2 separate regions of the Pan troglodytes genome follow, and region 1 is linked to region 2. Evidence: chromatin contacts called from public Hi-C data. All regions are on one chromosome and are shown on one strand. The core of a region is the stretch at or near the end of the contact, and the rest is flanking DNA. Distances in the headings are between cores, read along the strand shown. Region 1 holds the start of ADCY9 (adenylate cyclase 9). Region 2 overlaps ADCY9 (adenylate cyclase 9).

Region 1 (3,862 bases), core at 300-2,799, 62 kb after region 2:
ATCTGCTGCATCTTAAAAGGGCGGAAGGCTATAGGAGCTTTTTGGATGGAAGACTTTTTCTTCCTGTTCTTGGGGCTCGAGGTGGCATGCCTCTTGACAGAATTCTCACTCTCCTCATCTCCCTGCTTCATTAAGTCATCGGCTATGATTCTTGGCATCACGGAATGAATCATCCTCTCTTTGAGGGCTTTTTCCACTTCCAGGTCCTTCCCGTGCATAATGGATTGCCCCACCTTGAGGAAGGTGCTCCTGGACCTCACCTGGGACATGACGAACAGGTGGACCCCGATGGCGTGGATGCAGCCGTGGAGCAGCGCCCTGCTCAGCAGCTCCCAGTGCAGGGCCCCGGCTCCGGGCGAGGGGAAGCAGGCTTCATCCCGGAAATGGTAGCCAAAGGTCTCGAAAAGGACAGAGTAGGCCACCCCCAGACACAAGCTCAGGTACAAAGGTAAGTGCATGACGGTATAGAGCAAAAAGAGCACTTCGATGCACATGGAGAAGCTCCCCACTTGAGATAAGCAAGTATCTGTGGGCCGGGCTGTGGCCGTAAGGTTGGAGCTGTCGCCGCGTCCTGAGACAGGCGTCAAGACCTGGAACTGCGCAGCCAGGGTCAGGGCGAACACCAGCAGGGTGAGAGCCAGCGAGGTCCACGCGTAATGCCGGGCGTACAGCTTGGTGAAGGTAAACAGAAAGAAGCCCACACACACCAGGAGGAAGCACAGCGCGGGGGCGACCATGACGATCAGTCTGGATCTCATGTGGACCGCAAAATAGATGCTCCACAGAAGGCAGGCGAAGCCGATGTAGAAGAGCGCATATCGGAACCGGCGCTGGGTCTGCGGGAAGCAGCGCTCCAGGCAGGCCTCCTCCAGGTTCACCGAGTCGAACTTGGGGTCCCACCAGCGGCTGGAGGCCCTCTCGAACAGCTGGGGCAGCTTCTTCTGCCTGCGCAGCCGGCCTCCGCCGCCCACTCGCCGGGGGACGCCCCCGGAGTCCCCAGAGCTGCTGCAGCTAGAGGAGATGCTGTATTTGCAGTGCTTGGGGTGGCTGTTGGAGGACAGCTGCTTGGGGTTGATCTTGACGCGCACGCTGTTGCTGTCCCCGCTGGAGTCGCAGCTCACCTCGGTGCTGTGGTGATGCAGCAGCTGCTGGTGGGGCGGGGAAGCCATGTTGTCGAGTCCCGGGGCCTGCCCCGGCCGGGGTCACCAGTACCTGCCAGCAAAACGGGGAGAGTTAGCGGCGCTCCCACCTAGGCACGCACGCCTAGAGGCCCGGGACCTGCTCCTGTCCTAAGGGGCGGCTCCAGCACGCGACCTGGACAGGCACCATCTGTTCCTGTGGTTCCCGGCTCAGCGGTGCTCCCACCGCCCCCACCGCCCCCACCTTCGAGGCGCACGAGAACCGCTCGGGACGGACCTAGAACGCCCGGGGGTCCCCGCCGCGTGGCCGCGTGGCTCCGGGACCGCTTTGCTCGCTCGCCTTCCGCGCCTCTCGCCCCGAGGGTGGCCTCCGCGCCGCGCGGCTTCTCCTCCTCGCGCGCTCGCCTCCTCCAGCTGCGGCTCCGGAGGGAAGTTCAGACCTTGAGCGCTCCCAGCCCCGCGAGCCGCCTGCGCACAAACAACTCCGCTGGCGGCGCGGAGCCCTCCATCCTGCAGGAGCCGCGCTCCGATGCGTCAAAGGCGGCGCGCGGCCGGCCCCGGCCCCGACCCCGACCCCGACCCGGAGCAGCGAGCTTCGGCGGGCGCCCCCGGCCCGCGCTCCCCGGCCGCCCCCCGCGCTCCGGGCCGGCCCTGCCCGCGGCGGCGGGCGCTGGGGGTGGGGGCGCCCCGGGCTGCGAGTGCGGAGCCCGTCGGCGCGGCCCGTCTAGCGGGGCCTGCTTCCCCCCGAGTGCGCCGCCGCTCCCGCCGCGGCCGCAGCTGTCCCGGGACCGAGCGCGTGGAACCACGGACGCGGGCCCCTCACCGGGCGGCGGTGCAGACGCTGCCGCAGAGCCGGGCTCCCGCGACGCCGGCCGGGACGCCCGCCCGCCCGCGCCCACGCCGGGGGCCGCCTCCCCGAGCTAGAGATGCGGCCGCCGCCGCGCCCGCCGCCGTGTCCCCCGCGGCCGCTGCCTCATGTCGGAAGAGCTGCCGCCGCCACCATCTCCGGCCCCCGCCCCGCCCGCTGTCACTGACAGACGCGCGCCCGCGCCGCCCCTCGCCCAGCCGCAGCGCGCACGCGCGGCCCGCGCACGCCGCCGCCGCCTCCTGGCCCCGGACACGCGCACGGGCCGCGCGCCGCCCCGCCTTGGTGCGCGCGCTAGGCTGGGGCTGGGGCTGCGGGGCGGGGCGGGGCGGGGCGCGCACTCGGCTCCGCCCTCCGCCCCGGGCGGCGCCGCTTCTAGGCGGCGGGCTGTGGCCACTGTCCGCGCTCCGGGCGCTGTGGGCCCGGCCTCTCTCGGCGCCCCAGAGGCCGCGCGCCGCCCGGGGTCCCGACCCTGCGGAGAGACCTGAAGGCGCCTGCCGTGGAAGGAGCCGCTGGCCGCAACGTTTGAGAAATCAAAATGTTGCCTTCCCACTCGGCACGCCTTTGGGATAAATCGAAGTTTCCAACCGTTGGATTTCCCTCCCGGGAGGCTCCCCTTGCTCTGTAAGCAATGAATGCGGGCCCCGGGGCACTCGGCCTGCCCTGGACCTGCTCACGGGGCGACCTTCGCGGGCCAAACCTCCAAAGCTGGGCCCACCGACGACCACGTTCCCCCGCCCCAGGGGTAGTTTACCTTGCTGTCCTTGAGCCCTTCTCATCCTCCTCATGAACTATTGCTTTTCCTTTTACACAAATGAGACTTTCAAAGGAGTCCGCGTCCTATAATGGCAGTTGTGCATTGGCCTCCATAAACATTGCCACGTGTAAATAAAATCCTATTCTCTCTAGCATGCAGATCCCGACCCCTTCTCCCCACACTCCACAGTGCCTCCTGCCAGTCACGGGGCTCTCTTCCATCCCCTCCCTCGCCTCCCAGGCCCAGCGCCCCTGTTGAATTAGAAAATAAAAGTAAAATGTGATCTGTCCATGCAATGGAATATTACTCGGCTACAAAAAGGAATGGAGCACCGATGCATGCTGCAGTGTGGAGGAACCCGGGAAACGTTATGCTAGTGAAAGAAGCTAAACACAAAAGGCCACATAGCGTATGATTCCATCCAGATGAAATGTCTCGAATTGGCAAATCCGTAGAGGCGACACAGATTGGAGGTTGCCAGGTGCTAGGGGAGGAAGATAAGCAGCTTGGGGTTTCGTTTTAGGATGATGAAAAAGTCTAGAAATGATCCAACAGGATGAATCTACATACTGCCCTTGAATCATACACTTTAAAGTGGTTTAGGCCGGGAGCGGTGGCTCACGCCTGTAATCCCAGCACTTTGGGAGGCCGAGGTGGGCGGATCACCTGAGGTCGGGAGTTCGAGACCAGCCTGACCAACACGGAGAAACCCCATCTCTACTAAAAATACAAAAATTAGCCGGACGTGGTGGCACATGCCTGTAATCCCAGCTACTCGAGAGGCCGAGGCAGGAGAATTGCTTGAACCCAGGAGGCGGAGGTTGTGGTGAGCTGAGTTCGCACCATTGCACTCCAGCCTGGGCAACAAGAGTGAAACTCCATCTCAAAAAATAATAATAAAATAAAATAAAGTGGTTTAAATGGTAAATGTTATGTTGAGTGTATTTTACCACAATAAAGGAGGAGAAAACTAAAAGTAACATATTGTGGTGGTATTCCTGCAGAAGTGTGTAATCTCAATCCAATCGCAAGAAAACACCAGACAAACCCAGATTGAGACCTGTTCTACAAAGTGATTAACCAGTACCCATCAAAAGTGTC
Region 2 (4,126 bases), core at 1,493-3,992:
GCCAGGCATGGTGGCTCTCACCTGTAATCCCAACACTTTGGGAGGCTGAGGCGGGCAGATCATGAGGTCAGGGGATTGAGACCATCCTGGTTAACACAGTGAAACCCCGTCTCTACTAAAAATACAAAAATTAGCCGGGCATGGTGGCGGGCGCCTGTAGTCCCAGCTACTCGGGAGGCTGAGGCGGGAGAATGGCGTGAATCCGGGAGGCGGAGCTTGCAATGAGCAGAGATCACGCCACTGAACTCCCACCTGGGCAATAGAGCAAGACTCCATCTAAAAAAAAAAAAAGAAGAAGAAGAAGTAAAGATGTGCTCAAAGAATGACATGAACACATCAAAAGAACACAGGGGCCAGCTTGGAGGCGCTGCTTTTGGCCAAATCTGGGACAATCTGGGTATCGAAGCAAATGATGATGGTAATGAATTATAACCCAATGGGTAAAATAGGAGTCTATGAGTGTATTGATAGGAAGGAGGGATAGTCAACAGGCAAGCTCCAGCTTGCAGTGGAATGCCAACTAATAAATGCAAAAGAAACAATGCAACTAGAAACATCACCATTTGGCAACGCTCATACTAATTCCCTCAGGCAAGAATCATCCCAGGATGCTAAAACAAATGGGCAAAAAGTTTAATGAGAAACAGGATATTTTCCGAGTCCCCAAAAAATCTCCCCACCAGAAACAGTACTTTTTAACTGATAATTACAAAATACCAACAAATTAATTTTACAGTGGAGAAACCTGGTAGACACCACCTCAACCAAACGATAAGTTAACTTCTCCAGAAATGGGACTGACCAGACCTGTGTGCGTTCCTGTCGTGACATCCCTGCAGGGACTCTCCTGCCAGGAACCTACCGCCTGATTCTCATCATGAAGGAATATGAGACCAGCCCAAACCGAGGGACATTCTACAAAGTAACTGGCCTGTTCTCTTCAAAAAATGTCAAGGTCGTGAAAGGCAGAGACGAAGGAACAGCCCCAGATTGAAGGAGACTCGAGAGCCATTGACACGGACGGCGCCTGTGGTCCTGGGCGGGCTCCGGGGCCTCTGCATTTGGTGGCACGGCGTGATAGTGCCCACGTCCTGATTTGGGCAGGTCGGTGCAGGCTATCCGGGAGGGCGTTCTTGTTTTTAGGAAACCCACACAGGAGAATCTAGAGGCACTCTCTGCAGTCTATTCTCAAATTATTCCGGAAAAAAGGGATGTGTGTATGTGGAGAGACAGACAGACAAACATGTCGGAATGTTAATTCAGGGAATCTGGGTGAAGAGTATTTGGGAATTCTTTATACTGTTTGGGAGCATCTCTGTAAATTTAAACTTACTTCAAAATTAGAATATAACGCCAACAAAACCCCCTCTATCACTCACTCCGCATTCCTAGATAACAACTAGTGTGGAATTCTGTTCTTTGAATCACTAGATATCAACTAGCGTGTAACTCTGTTGTTTGAAGCCACCTGGTTTGAGGTACTTTGGTACAGTAGCCCTAGGAAATAAATATGCTACTCAAAGAATATTGAATGTGGCTTTTTCTACAATACTAAAATCTGACTTACCATGTTAACTTAGTAAGGCAAACTGCTGGGGCGGGGTCCCGTTTCAGCCGAACGCATCTGACAATGCCTTAAGTCACACATTGCATAATCACAAGTTGCTTCTTGACATGAGCGGCTCTTCAAGTGCACGGGGAACAACAGATTCTTTGTCAGGGACTCACAAGAGTCACATGCTGTTATTCTTTTTTCCTTAAGAGACAAACTGATTTTTTAATCACTGAGAGCCTATTACATGCGTGGCATAGTTTTAAGATGTTTTGACATGTGACACGTAAACGACAGTAAACATGTCTTGGAAGAGGGGCTAAGATGTGGGACGAACGTGATTATTCAATGGGCATGCACTTCCGGCCACGCATCACACGCACATACACCAGCGGGGTTATCCATAACTCTACCATTTCAAGTGAGCCGCAAGAGACTAAATCGCAGTGAAGTGGGCCGTCAGGCAATGATTACTAAATAAGCATGGGAAACATCTAAGATTAACAGTGAAGAGAGAAGATGCGTTTGGAATGGAATCCTGGAGACAGTTAAGTTACTAGGTGCTTTCACAGTCGTTTTTTCAAATTCAGTCGCTGAGACATAAAATAATATTGATCTTTGAGAAGAGCTCTCGACGGAAACAGCAGTTGGCAGTGTCCCCAGAGCACTTGCCCTTCCTCTGGAGCGCTTCACGTGCGAGCCCGCCATCTATTTATAACAGTTGGGCACTTGTCGCCACAATGGCTGATTGTGTGGCCCAGCTGTCTGTGTCTATCAAGAAGGGCAGGAGTGGACAGCCTGCACTTTGATGTTTCCCTTTTTTGGAGACTGAAAATAACATTTTTTAAAAACTGCCAACCGGCAAGGTCACAAAATATTTTTGGATGGCACGGGGACCGATTGCAAAGCTGTGGTTCACATCAGATGCGGAGGCCTGGGACGCAGCCAGTGAGCCCCATTGCACAATATCCTGCTTATGCCAACTTCAAAAGTTATTTGCCTCGGAGAGCTCCCAGACGACTCTTTCTCGGTAATAAAACACAGCATTTTAGAAATTTGCAAGGGTCTTCCGGATAGGGCATTACCCAGAGGAGCAAGGATTTCCCTGGCCACTCTGGTTACAGTTGCAACCAGCAGCCCCAGGCCTCTTGCCACCCTTGCCCCGCCCCACCCCACATCCCTCACCCCCACTCCACAAACTCCTGCCCTTCCCTGATGAGCTCTCAAGCACTTACCAGCGACACGCTACATATTTTTCTAATGCATGTGTCAATTTCTTGACTCACCCATTCTATTACAGATGGCTCATGAAAGTAGGATTAGCGTCTGTTTTGTTCACTGATGCAACCACAGAGCCGAGAATAGTGCCTGGCTCACAATATTTACTGAGTGCATACTTGTGGAATTAATTAATTTAAATAGCAGAGACAATGGGATCAGGAAACACATGGAAATACCGATGACCAGCATTAGATGTCAGCGTTCTGTCGCCCTTCCCCCCGCCCCCGACGAAGATCCCAGCTTTGTTTACATATTTGTGGTGCACAAAAATAGAAATGGACTAAACAAAATTCCCGATTTTCCCAAAGTGTGGTGGATTGCAGAAACCAAGACTTCGCAGGGCTTGGTTCTGAAATGATTTTCACTCAAACCATCTTCCTGAAACTCTTCCTATTACTCTGTGCCCATTTCGCAAACCTTCTTGCTGGAGGTATTAGATACGGGAAGCACCTGTACTAATCAACAAGTATGGCTCTGATTAAATGGATTTTTTTCTTTTTTTTTTTTTTGAGATGGACCCTCGCTCTGTCACCCAGGCTGGAGTGCAGTGGCACAATCTCGGCTCACTGCAAGCTCCGCCTCCCGGGTTCAAGCAATTCTCCTGCTTCAGCCTCCCGAGTAGCTGGGACTACAGGTGCCCGCCACCATGCCCAGCTAATTTTGTATTGTTAGTAGAGACGGGTTTCACTGTGTTAGCCAGGACGGTCTAAATCTCCTGACCTCGTGATCCACCTGCCTCGACCTCCCAAAGTGCTGGGATTACAGGTGTGAGCCACTGTGCCCAGCCGAAATGGATATTTTGAAAATCATCAAGTTATACAAAAGAATCCCACATGCTGTACAACACCACTCGAGATTTTAGGGTTTCTGCGGGTTTTACATCAGTAGATCATGAAACCCTGACTCTTTAATTATTATGTAAATGAAATTCAACAACACACTCACACCTCAAAAACTCTGGAAGTTCAGAAAGAGGCAGAGAGCAGGGCCCCCGCGGAAGGGGAGGCACACAAGGCAGACACAGGCAGAGGAGGCGCGAGTACAGGCCCCAGCACTGTGGTAGCCAACGGCAGAGCCATTCTTCCACACCGGGAAGGGCCCCCAGGCCTCAGGAAGCCAGCTCTATTCAGCAGATTTCACAAGTGAAAAAGCCTTTTTAGATGTCTTTTGGGGTCAGGCATGGTGGCTTACACCTGTAATCCCAATACTTTGGGAGGCTGAGGCGAGCAGATCACTTGAGGTCAGGAGTTCAAGACCAACCTGGCCAACATGGTGAAACCCTGTCTCTACTAA

What was found. A called contact is a pair of places that touch in the nucleus more often than the background predicts.
Region 1: a contact with region 2 is called in a Hi-C map of stem cell-derived neural progenitor cells, with 2.5 times the contacts expected there. The contact joins the promoter of ADCY9 here to the enhancer-like site in region 2. A contact is called at or near these places in 1 of 7 Hi-C or Micro-C datasets (stem cell-derived neural progenitor cells) and 1 of 1 other capture datasets (stem cell-derived neural stem cells).

What each region holds. Positions count from the first base shown.
Region 1 is chr18:6,760,826-6,764,687 of NHGRI_mPanTro3-v2.0_pri, forward strand. It overlaps ADCY9 (adenylate cyclase 9), which reads right to left and starts at 1,550. Exons shown (of 11, transcript XM_016929306.4): 1 at 1,417-1,550; 2 at 1-1,212. The coding sequence starts at 1,169.
Region 2 is chr18:6,697,814-6,701,939 of NHGRI_mPanTro3-v2.0_pri, forward strand. All of the region lies in intron 2 of ADCY9 (adenylate cyclase 9), which reads right to left. Among named protein-coding and RNA genes, the nearest start is that of ADCY9, 62 kb to the right of the region's middle. Within about 2 kb of position 2,743, at least 7 of the 24 cell types and tissues checked have an H3K27ac peak or open chromatin away from gene starts, as enhancers often do. A contact at or near this core is called in stem cell-derived neural progenitor cells and stem cell-derived neural stem cells, where this site is marked.